Linked DNA regions of Sus scrofa: region 2 is linked to region 1. Evidence: chromatin contacts called from public HiChIP or PLAC-seq data. All regions are on one chromosome and are shown on one strand. Each heading gives the region's core, a stretch centred on a gene start, on an enhancer-like site or on the middle of the called end of the contact. The rest is flanking DNA. Distances are from core to core; before and after follow the strand shown. Region 1 holds the start of MORC4 (MORC family CW-type zinc finger protein 4). Region 2 holds the start of PRPS1 (ribose-phosphate pyrophosphokinase 1).

What was found. HiChIP or PLAC-seq counts read pairs in DNA pulled down with a chosen protein or histone mark.
Region 2: an H3K27ac HiChIP or PLAC-seq map of skeletal muscle shows a contact between it and region 1, with 9 times the contacts expected there. The contact joins the promoter of PRPS1 here to the promoter of MORC4 in region 1. A contact is called at or near these places in 1 of 5 promoter capture datasets (liver), 3 of 47 Hi-C or Micro-C datasets (embryonic fibroblasts, heart right ventricle and retroperitoneal adipose tissue) and 1 of 2 datasets of contacts at active chromatin or transcription factors (skeletal muscle).

The regions. Positions count from the first base shown.
Region 1 is chrX:87,425,913-87,431,236 of Sscrofa11.1, reverse strand. MORC4 (MORC family CW-type zinc finger protein 4) reads left to right here and starts at 3,941. Exons shown (of 15, transcript XM_021079789.1): 1 at 3,941-4,328; 2 at 4,446-4,518. The coding sequence starts at 4,227.
Region 2 is chrX:88,072,687-88,078,055 of Sscrofa11.1, reverse strand. PRPS1 (ribose-phosphate pyrophosphokinase 1) reads right to left here and starts at 3,195. Exons shown (of 7, transcript XM_003135301.4): 1 at 2,823-3,195. The coding sequence starts at 2,944.

The DNA of each region.
Region 1 (5,324 bases), core at 2,692-5,191:
GCATCATCTCGAGGCAAGATGTATGAGGGCGGTTAGTAGGGAAGTCAGGCCAATTCTGCAGGCTCAGAGGATTCAGGGAAATCTGGGGATTCAAGATTTTGGTGGCATCAATCCAGATATCCCCAAACCATATGTCAGGGTCCTAGTCTTTCCCAGGAAGCATCCTGATTTGGGCACAGCAAACCTGTCTCCCTTGGGAGTTTAATCTTCTTTGGAGCTCGGTAACCATCGAATTCTATTGGTCTTATAGCTGCTATTTCACCCTATTTCTCAAATCCTTGAGACATCATACCAGATCTTATGTCTCCTTCTACCAGCACACCATCCCAATTCACCACCTGGTGGAAGTCTTAACAATAATAGGACTGCCACCTTGTGGCAGGGGGCTATCTGTGATTCACCTACCCTTCGGTGATGTGGTCCTCCTTGCCGACTGGGCAGTGATCTAGCTCCCAAATCCTAAGAGCTGGCTTTCCTGGATAACACTCAGTTTCAAGTGTCACAGTTTGAATTGCCTCAGGATGCAGACTCTAAGACAGAATGTAGCATGCAAGATGCTTATTATGAGATGTCTTTTGGATTAACATGTGTGGAAGGAGCAGGCCTGGGCAGAGGAGGAAGTTGAGCTGCATTACAAGCCCAACAACAGTCTCAGCCAACCCCACAGAGAAATCTAGAGTTAGAATGACTCTTCAGAATTGTCCCACATTAGTCTGAAATGGTCAAGCCTTTTTTCCCCTTCTTTTTGTGGGCACATTCAAAGTTCCCAGGCTAGGTGTCAAATCAGAGATGCAGCTGAGGGCTATGCCATACCCATGGCAACACCGGATCCAAGCCGAATCTGCAGGCTATGCTACCACTTGCAGCAACGCCTGATTCTATACCCACTGAGCAAGGCCAGGGATCAAACCCACATCCTCACAGAGACAATATTGGGTCTTTAACCCACTGAGGCACAATGAGAACTCTCGGTCAAGGCTTTATAGTTCTTCTTTGGTCAGTTTTTCGGCTGCCCCAGAAAACTTTGTGACCTTGAGTGAGGCAACTCTCTGTACCCAAGGCAATCCCTGAAGGGGCTAACAGCTGGAGGCAGCTTTCCAACTGTTGTCTCAGCAGCTCAACCCAAAAGTCCTTTATTGAAATGGGGGGTGGGCTGGTACATCACAGTATCCAATACAGGCACCAACTTTTTACCCTAAAAATTGTTGATTCAAGGTAAAGAATTAGGGAGTTCCCGTTGTGGCGCAGTGGTTAACGAGTCCAACTAGGAACCATGAGGTTTTGGGTTCAATCCCTGGCCTTGCTCAGTGGGTTAAGGATCCGGCGTTGCCGTGAGCTGTGGTGTAGGTTGCAGACGCGGCTCAGATCCCGCGTTGCTGTGGCTCTGGCGTAGGCCAGTGGCTACAGCTCCGATTGGACCCCTAGCCTGGGAACCTCCACATGCCGCGGGAGCGGCCCAAGAAATGGCAAAAAGACAAAAAATAAATAAATAAATAAAGAATTAAACTTTTATCCTATCATTTCTATATGAAGGCTATTTCATAGTAACCAAATAGCCATGGTTGATGAGGGATTCTATACAAAGGGATCCAGTTAATAAATTACAATGATGGGATTCGTTTATCATTGTTTTGCAGCCCTAATAAAAATTCTTTTTTCCCCAGATAATGAACATCGATTGATGAACCTACAAAAACTGAAAGGTCGGTGGAAAACTTTATAGTGGAATCCGGGCTGCCGCTACCTGAATCCACTGACTGATCAATCTGAGCATCACTAAGTGTTAGACAGTATGTACTTTCTGATGTGAAGCAATAGGAAGTATAAATCTCTGAGCATTCCTGCTTTAAATTTTTACTGGGAGTTCCCATTGTGGCTGAGTGGAAATGAATCTGGTATCCATGAGTACGAAGGTTCCATCTTTGGCCTCGTTCAGTGGGTTAAGGATCTGGAGTTGCCATGAGTTGTGGTGTAGGTCGCAGACACAGCTCAGATCTGGCATTGCTGTGGTTGTGGTGCAGGCCGGTGGCTACAGCTCCAAATTCCCTTACCCTGTGAACCTCCATATGCCGTGGGTGTGGCCCCAAAAAACTTTGTACTGGAATCTAATGAAGCCTTTAGGGGCATCTTATGGTTTATAGTTAAGTTACACTTACTCTTTTAACCAGAGGAGCAAACTAGGTACCAACAAAAACAAGCAAACAGACAAATGAGAATGTAGGACATTCCACAGTACAAGTGACTCGCTTTCTTCGGCAACTCAATAGAAAGAAGAAAAAAAGAGGGGAGACTGTTTTAGATTAAAGTAGATTTAAGACACATAACCAAGTGCAATGTGTGCATCTTGTTTGGATCTAGATTCAAACAAACCAAATGTAAAAAGACATTTTTTCAGATAATTGAGGAACTCAGACTATGGACTGAGTATTAGCGGACATCAAAGAACTGTTATGAATCTTGTTTAGAGTGAATGTGGCATTGTGGCTATATTTTAAAGACATGTCCATATTTTTAGAGGATACTGAAGTCTATAGGGCAAAAATGACATGATGTTTGAGATTTTCTCTAAAGTACTTAGAGAAATTTGCAAAAGAAGAAAAGTCCTGATAATTTTTGAATCCGAGTAATAAGTACCTGGGGATTCATGAAATCATAATCTGTATTTTGTGTATTGAAAAAAATTTATGATGCTAAAAAAAGACAAATGCAAAGGACCCAATGGGAGTAAATAATGCGCAAAGGATTTAAATATACAATAGATATTTGAGACGATATTGAGCTACACTGAAAAGGCAATGCAAATTAAAACAATAAGGAGATAGTAGACAGATTGGCAAAAAGTTAAAAGATCAAAACCATCTAGTGCTATGAATGTGGGTGGCAAAATAGCCAGGTGTTTCTCGCAGGGCAAATTTCTAGGAGGACAAATGCCTCTGTCTTACAGTATTTATTAAGAGTAAACTGCACACACACTAATAGACACAACAATATTCTGTAGAAACAACTGTACCAGAAATTCATGATCTGTACATGAGGATGTCTGAGGCAGCACTATTTTTATTGGCAAGAAAAACAATACCACCATGAAATATCACAGAGGAATAGTCAAATAAATAAAGGTTCATCTCTACCAGGTAACTTTTTAAAAAAAAAATTAAAAATCTTTTTTTCTGTAATCTGTATGTGGTTAATAGTACAAGGACTAGAAAATACAAATAAGAAAAAAAAATGAAAAGAAAAAGATTAATAATTCCAGACCTGGAGGTATCATCTTAGAATACATCATTTCAGGTGTTTCTCACTGTAGAGGGTGTGTGAGAAAGAGAGGAGAGAATACATACATATGTATGTATGTATATATGTACTCGTTTTTTCAACATAAAAGATATCGCATTACACAGTATGTGCTAACCTCCTTTCCTTTATTCCCTCATGAAAATTTTCCACACGAATAAATTTTCATCCACAAAAATGGTCTTTAAGAACTACACAGTATTCCATTTTATGGATACTGCATAACCTAACCCATCCCCTCTTTTGGGGCATTTAAGTGCATTCCAATTTCTCCTTTTATAAACAACCTCCCTGCACGCTTGCAAAGCTTTGAAGATGATTTGCCAATTGCCTTCTGGAAAGTTCTGGCTGCTTCTGGAGGCATTTGAAGCAAAATAGTCCGAATGCTTTCCCATCACGCGAGCCTGCTATCGCCCCAGATAGCAAAACTGTGGTCTTTAGAACTTGTAAGACTTGTCTTATCCTGCCCGTTAGTCACGCCGCCTTACTGGGACTCTGTTCCAGAAATCCCGACACCCTCCCGCCCCTCCCCACGCGACCGCCCCTCCCCACGCGCCCGCCCCTCCCCCGCGCTTTCCCGCTCGGCGGCCTGGCCTATGGCAAACGCCAAGAATTAATTAGGGGCGGGGATCAAGGAGCGGCTGTCAGGAGGTCGCCATATTTCTGTACGGCCCCGCGGCCCGCCCGGCAGTCGGCGGGTCGGGAGAGGTGCTGACAGGGCGGGGCCACCGCGCGGCTCTGCCGGCCTCACCCCTCCCGCCCCGGACAGGTGGCTGGAGCGCGCCCCGCCCCCGCCAGCTGCGGGTGGGAGCGAGGGAGGGCCAGTCCCGGACGGCCGCCGCCAGCTGCGAGCGGGAGCGAGCGAGGGCCAGTCCGGGACGGCCGGGCGAGGAGTCCGGCGGCAGCAAGCGAGTATCGTGGCGGCCAAAAAAATGCTCCTGTACCGAGGGGCCCCCGCGGGCCCTGGCGCGCCGGGTAGCGCGCTGGCAAGGCCGGGCGGCGGCCCGCAGGCCTTCGGGATCCGCCTGAGCACGGTAGGTCGGGGGCCCGAGGGGGCGGACGCGCGCGCGGGCCCCGGGGCTGCGGGGGGCGCGCGGGAGGGCCCGGCGGGCCGAGGCCTCACGCGGGACGGGACCTTCTCTCGCCCCCAGATGAGCCCCCGCTACCTCCAGAGCAACTCCAGCAGCCACACGCGACCCTTCAGTGCCATCGCGGAGCTGCTAGGTGAGTGGTGAGGGCGGGCCTGGCAGCGATCGCCCGAGGCAGCGGTGCCAACGTGGTGCCGCGGACGCGAGAGGAATGTGCGGAGCCGCGCGGGGCGGGCCGGGGCTGGGGTGGGGGCGTCGGGACCGGCCCCGGTTCCGCAAGCGGAGGAGGGGGTTGGCTCTGTTGCCACGGACGAGGTTCCGCGGAGAAAGCTGAGGAAACAAGGTGTGTCTCAAGAGTTAGGAATCCCGTGTAGTCTTTCAGGCTCGTGATGTTCGGGGCACTCTAGGATAGGTTAGTTAATAATCAAAAGGAGATGCATAAAAATGTCGAGCCCCGAGGCAGCTGGGCTCCACGGGGACCGGCGACAGCCGGAGGGCGCCGAGATTGCAAAGGGGCATGAAGAAAGGTCTGGAAAACTGGAGTTCTTTAACTTTGGGGACTTGAGCGTCTGGGAATGATGGGACATCTCTTAAGAGATGACACGAGTGCATTTGGCTCCCTGCGTCTGCCGAGGGCTGGGTCCGTGGTCCACGAGCGCCCTCACACCGCTGGAATGAATACTGAGCACTTAACCTCTCGCTCCACCAATGTTTGCTTTTAAAGCGTTTTCAGTTGATCCCTGGAAGCCAAGTACACCAGCTTTTGCAGTAGTGTGCTAAATACTGTGTGGAGAGCAAAGAAGAAAAACATTCCTGGACAAAATGCAGCAGCAGAGCGAGCACGTTGCAAATGTTCCAGAAATTGAAATTAGGGAGATGTGTTTAATGGGGCAAGGTGGCACGGAACAAAATCTTGAAAATGGTTTTAAAGCTCCCCAGATG
Region 2 (5,369 bases), core at 1,946-4,445, 650 kb before region 1:
GTATTGCACAGCTGCTGCATAGGCTGCAGCTGCAGCTCAGATTCATTTCGTGGCCTGAGGACTTCTATATGCCAGAGGTGTGGCCATAAACAGGGACTTGATTATCTAAAATTATAGCAAAACCATGACAAGACTATAGAACCATTTAAAACAAGGTAGACTAAAAATTAAGGGGAGAAACTATTCAAAATATATATTGCTAAGTGAAGAAAGCTACAGCCTGTTTTACATTGTTTAACAAAGCACATAAACACACAACCATCTAGAAGGTCATAAATCAAAATATGAACAACTTATCTTGGGTGGTGGAATTGCTTGGGCTGTCTTTCTTCCCCCTTGTCCTGTCTACATTTTCCACATTTTCTGCAATACCACCACCACCCCTTACCAACAGTGTGCATTTACTGTGTTGGACAATATTATAAGAACGTTACTTCTACTTCATCTAATCCTCACACTAACTCTGGGTAGGTACTACTTTACAGATGAGATTACTGAGACAAAGAAAGACTAGGGATTCAAATCCACCTTCTCCAATTCCAGAGCCTGAGCTTTTAACCTCTATCTGTTGTGTGTCATACATCCACATCCACACACACACACATACACGTGTGTTTCCTCCAACGCTGGACAGCAAAAGAGTGAGCCTGACTTCAGAAGAGAAGCCACTCTACTCAAGAGAGCATCAACCCCTGAGCTTCTGCCAAATTGTAGCAAAAGAGCAAAACAGTCTCATCTGAGGATGGGCTCTGCAGTTCCGCATCTGGTGACCCACAGCACCCACTGAGCTGCCCTGTCCATGACCTTTAGAGCCCAAAGAGTCAGACAGGGCAGCAGTTACCACTTCTACAGTGCAGAAAAGCCAAAGGTTGGGGGGTGGGGGGAGCTCCATAGGCAACATATTCGATTATGTTCAATGAAGATTTCAGAACATCTATGGAACTAAAAAGCTAATCATTAAGCCAGAAACAAGGCAACCTAACCAGTCAGCAATTTTCCACACTGGGCTGTTTCTAAGCATGTCTGGTTGTTTAAAAATGAAATCAGCCCTTTATCTCAGAGAAGTAGATTGGGACTGCTGCTAATTTCAATAAATCAATCAGTAGAACACTAAATTGTTCTCCCCCTCTGCTCTCCCAATACCGCCTCGGGTTCTGATGTGTTGCACCAGGCAAAGGGTGCACAAGGAAAAATAAAGTCTTTGTAGTTTTCTTAGAAACCCAGGAAAAGGACTTAATCACCACAGTTCTCTAAGGGGACCAAAAAACACCTCTGAGTGAAAATCATTTTTGTCCCCTAGCTATACGGCCACTTGCAAAGGCTGGTCCTGTTTTGTCTTTATTACAGCCCATGAGTCATAATGGTGTGGTTAAAGTTAAAGGCGGCAGTTTGGCTAGTTTCTTTCGACTAAGGTATTGCCTGGTTACAGATGGCATCAGTGTTTGCACTATCATTTGCATCACAACCAATGGCACGGATGATCAAGCATCCAGCAGGAAGCTGTCCACTACAGATGAATGCTTTTATCTGCAGGGTCTAAAAAGGATGGGGGGAGCTACAATTTGGTAATGAGTTTAAAGAAAGAAAAAAGGAAACAAAAGCATAGAGGGAAAAATGTTCAAAGCAATCTTCACTAATTTAACTGATCATTGGGTCTGGGGTGAACTTCCCCCTTAACAGATGACTGGCTGAATCTATAAGACAGTGGGCACTGCTCTGATTCGATCAATGGGGTAACAACAAAACACAAAACACCTATCAGAACCAGAAGATGCTCTGGTTAGAGGGAAAGAGTATAAAGGATCAGGTGACCAAGTTATCTTATAAGAGGGCCCCAAGATGGGGGAGCAGGGTGGAACTCGGAGGGAGCAAATTTAATTAGCAATGAAAAAAATTCATTGCAATGCACTATGCCTTCCTGGCCTTCCTCTCCATCTTTCCTTGATTATCTTAATAACATTCAGGGATAAAACTGTTTCCTAAATTCCCCACACAGCGTCAAAAGAAGTGGGCAAGTTCAGGATAGCCTCTGGTACTGAAAATAGGCTTCTGCATTGTCTGTATCAATAGCTACACTTGGAAAAGTCGAGGATTTCAGAATTAAGGTTCCCTAAGATTTTCTGGATCGCTCCAACTGAGATGCTGGCAATCAGGATGCAGTTAATGCATCATTTTATCCGTTCGACTAGATTTGAGTTAAGTATGGCTCCGATTCTAAAGATGTGAAGAGCCAACGCCTGCCAATCTGAGGGAAGTCCTTGGTAGTAATTTTGGCGCCCTCAGTACACAATATCAATCTCCCTCAACACAAAATCCGACCGACACCGTTTCGAATTGAAAAGCTGCTTCTTAGACTCTAGGAGAAAGCCTAGGAGGACTCAGTACGCAGTAGGATCTCCCATGCAAGCCGGCCTAAGCTCTGAAGAGAACCCAGTCCGGTCTGGATGGCTCAACAGCGAAGCGACAAAGCCACGTGTCCCCACTGCCGAGCCTAGACGTGTTTCCCCTCTCGTCGCTCTAGGGCAGCCTCCATCCCCGCGTTGGGTCCTCCAGCCCCTGCCGTCTAAACCCAGCAGCTTCGCCTCCTGCTCCATCTTGACTCCACCCCACCGCACGGTGAGAACTAGCGTGACCCTCCCGCGAGAGGTAAAATAACGGAAACAGCCCGTGGGGCACGCTCGCTACCGATCTGCCCCTTCCCCCCCACCACCTCGGCCCTGCGGAACTCACGCGGTGGCCCCATCCCCCTACCCTCTGCTGCCCAAGTGTGACCCTGTCCGCCCCGGCAGGTGAGGCCGGTCGGGTCCCAACTTCATCCTCACCAAGTCTCCTGGTTGCTGAATTTCTTAGTCACCACCTTGCCCAGTTCCAGGCCGAGGCGGTCGGCAATTTTCTGGGATAGGTCCTGGTGGGAGCTGCCGCTGAAGATTTTGATATTCGGCATCTTGGCCAACTACCCTAGGCTCTCTTTGTTGAGCGATCCCTGCTGCTGCCGCCTAGATCCGAATTGAGTCGGCCCGGAGACTCAGTACTAAGCACTTCGCGTCGCTACTCCGCCATCTTACATTCCCGCCCGGCGCGCGACTCTAAATTGCCCGGAGCCGGGGAGGCGGGGTCAGCAGGGAAGTTTACACCCCGCCCACCCCGATTAGCTGAGCGCGAGCGAGGGGGCGGATCCTTGCCGTAGTTCCGCCTGCCTCCGGCTGTCTCAGGTACTGACTGGAAGCCAATGAAGGGGGCGAGGCTAAGGAATAGCCCCGCCCCCTGTAGCAATTCTGTCAATTCCGAAGAGAGCCGAGACACCCGCGCTTGGCTGGGGGTGGAGGGATGCTGGTGACGCATAAGGCCAGACTTCTCCCGCAAGCGGGAAATCAGCCACGCTTTTTTTTTTTTTTTTTTTAATTTTTCTTTCAGCACATGAAAGTAAGTTTGGCTTTGGTTTACAGTTTCTCTTAAGAATATCTATTTATTAGGAGGGCAGCCCCGGTTCGTTAGAATGAAGGAAAGATTTCTGAACATGAGTTTGCATGTTTCTGAACGTGATTTTTATCTTTTTGTGAGGAAGAGGCTGAATTAAAGCACGTTTGCATCACTGACAGACGCCCATAGCACAGGCTCATCCAAAGGGCAAACAAGCAATTTCAGTGTCGCCTTTGCCTGGAAGACAAATACCAAGGGGAAAGTGACTGTGAATCATCCAGAGGCACTGCAAGAGATGGATGCATTTTGTTTTTAGCATTGGGACCAAGCATGTTCAGACAAGCAGAGGAGTAGAAAATTATGAATTTTTCGAAACGTCTGAACAATAAAGGTCTGACTTACCTGACCCAGGGAAAGGAGAGAAAATATGCTTACAGGACTTCAGATAAAGAGCCTCGAAGGAATCAGAAAACCTGTTTTTTGGTCCTGCCCCATTATCCTCGGCATCATATTCTATGTGTTGCTAATGTGTCCTTTTACACCACTGTTTTATTATTTTTACTTATTTTTTTAGAGCTGCACTGTGGCACATGGAGGTTCCCAGGCTAGGGGTCGAATCGGGGCTGTAGCTGCTAACCTACACCACAGCCACAGCAAATCTGATCCCATTCGCGTCTGCCACCTACACCAGAGCTAGGAGCAACGTTCCATCCTTAACCCACTGAGTGAGGCCAGGGACTGAACCCACATCCTCATGGATACTAGTCTGGTTTGTTACTGCTGAGTCACGACGGGAACTCCTGTTTTATTATTTTTATAATGGTATCTGCTCATTAGACCAAAGAGGGCCTTTATTCTCCCACCACATTTTCATTAAACATACCAAATCATGGGTTAGAAGAGAAAAATCATACAATTTTAGAATCATACAATTTTAGTTATGAGTGCCATAATGCTCCTAACTACAAGCTGTAAAAATAGAAGGGACTTCAGAAAGCATCTAGTCTACTAGCTTTATTTTACATACGGTGAAACTGAGACCAGAGATGGGAAGGAATTTGTCCAAGTGGCAAAGGCAGAAAAAACATGTAAAACATCATCCCAGCTCTCCCTTCCTGCCATTTTCAGCAATGCCCATGGAGGACTTCTCCTTTTGACCTTTTGTCATAATTTTACACGTTCAGGAATTTAATATAGGCCCCGGTGTATAGGAATGCTTGAAGAAGGATGTAGACTACGAGGCAGAATATTAGTAGACTTCCATCGCATTTCATTCATCAAATATTTACTGAGTGTTTCATTGCATACCAGGCAGTACACTAGGCATTGAGGGGACTAGAAAGGATTCGCCTCCAAGGAATCTGTTCATACAATATGTATTGAAATATTTATTGAATACTTTTAATGTTCCAGGCCCTTCTCTGGGCACTGAGAATATAGCAGTAAACAATCAGAAACGCCTGCTCTTATAGAATTTACATTCTCAAACAATAAACATGTCAATGAAGAGATTGTATAATATATCAAGTGGTGATAAGTAGAGAAAAATCAGGCAAGCCAGTGGGAAAATGTGCCAGGATGGTGGTGGAGGGGAGGGAGCGTATAATTTGAAGTAGGTTAGTCAGAGAAGGCCTATCTGGGCAAGTGACATTTGAGCAAAGACCTCAAGAACACGAAGGAATGACAAGCAGAGGAAACAGCAAAAACCCCAAGGCAGGAGTGTGTCTAACGTGTTCAAGGGATAGCGAGCAGGTTGGTGCCTCTGGTGCAGAGTGAGTGTTGGGGTGGTACAGGTGGAGCACACCTGTAAGAGAAAAGATGTTCAGTGAGATAATAGCAATTGAAAGGGTACCAACCAGAGTTCCCGTCGTGGCTCAGCGGAAATGAATCTGACTAGGAACCATGAGGTTGCGGGTTCCACTGGCCTCGCTCACTTGCTTAAGGATCCG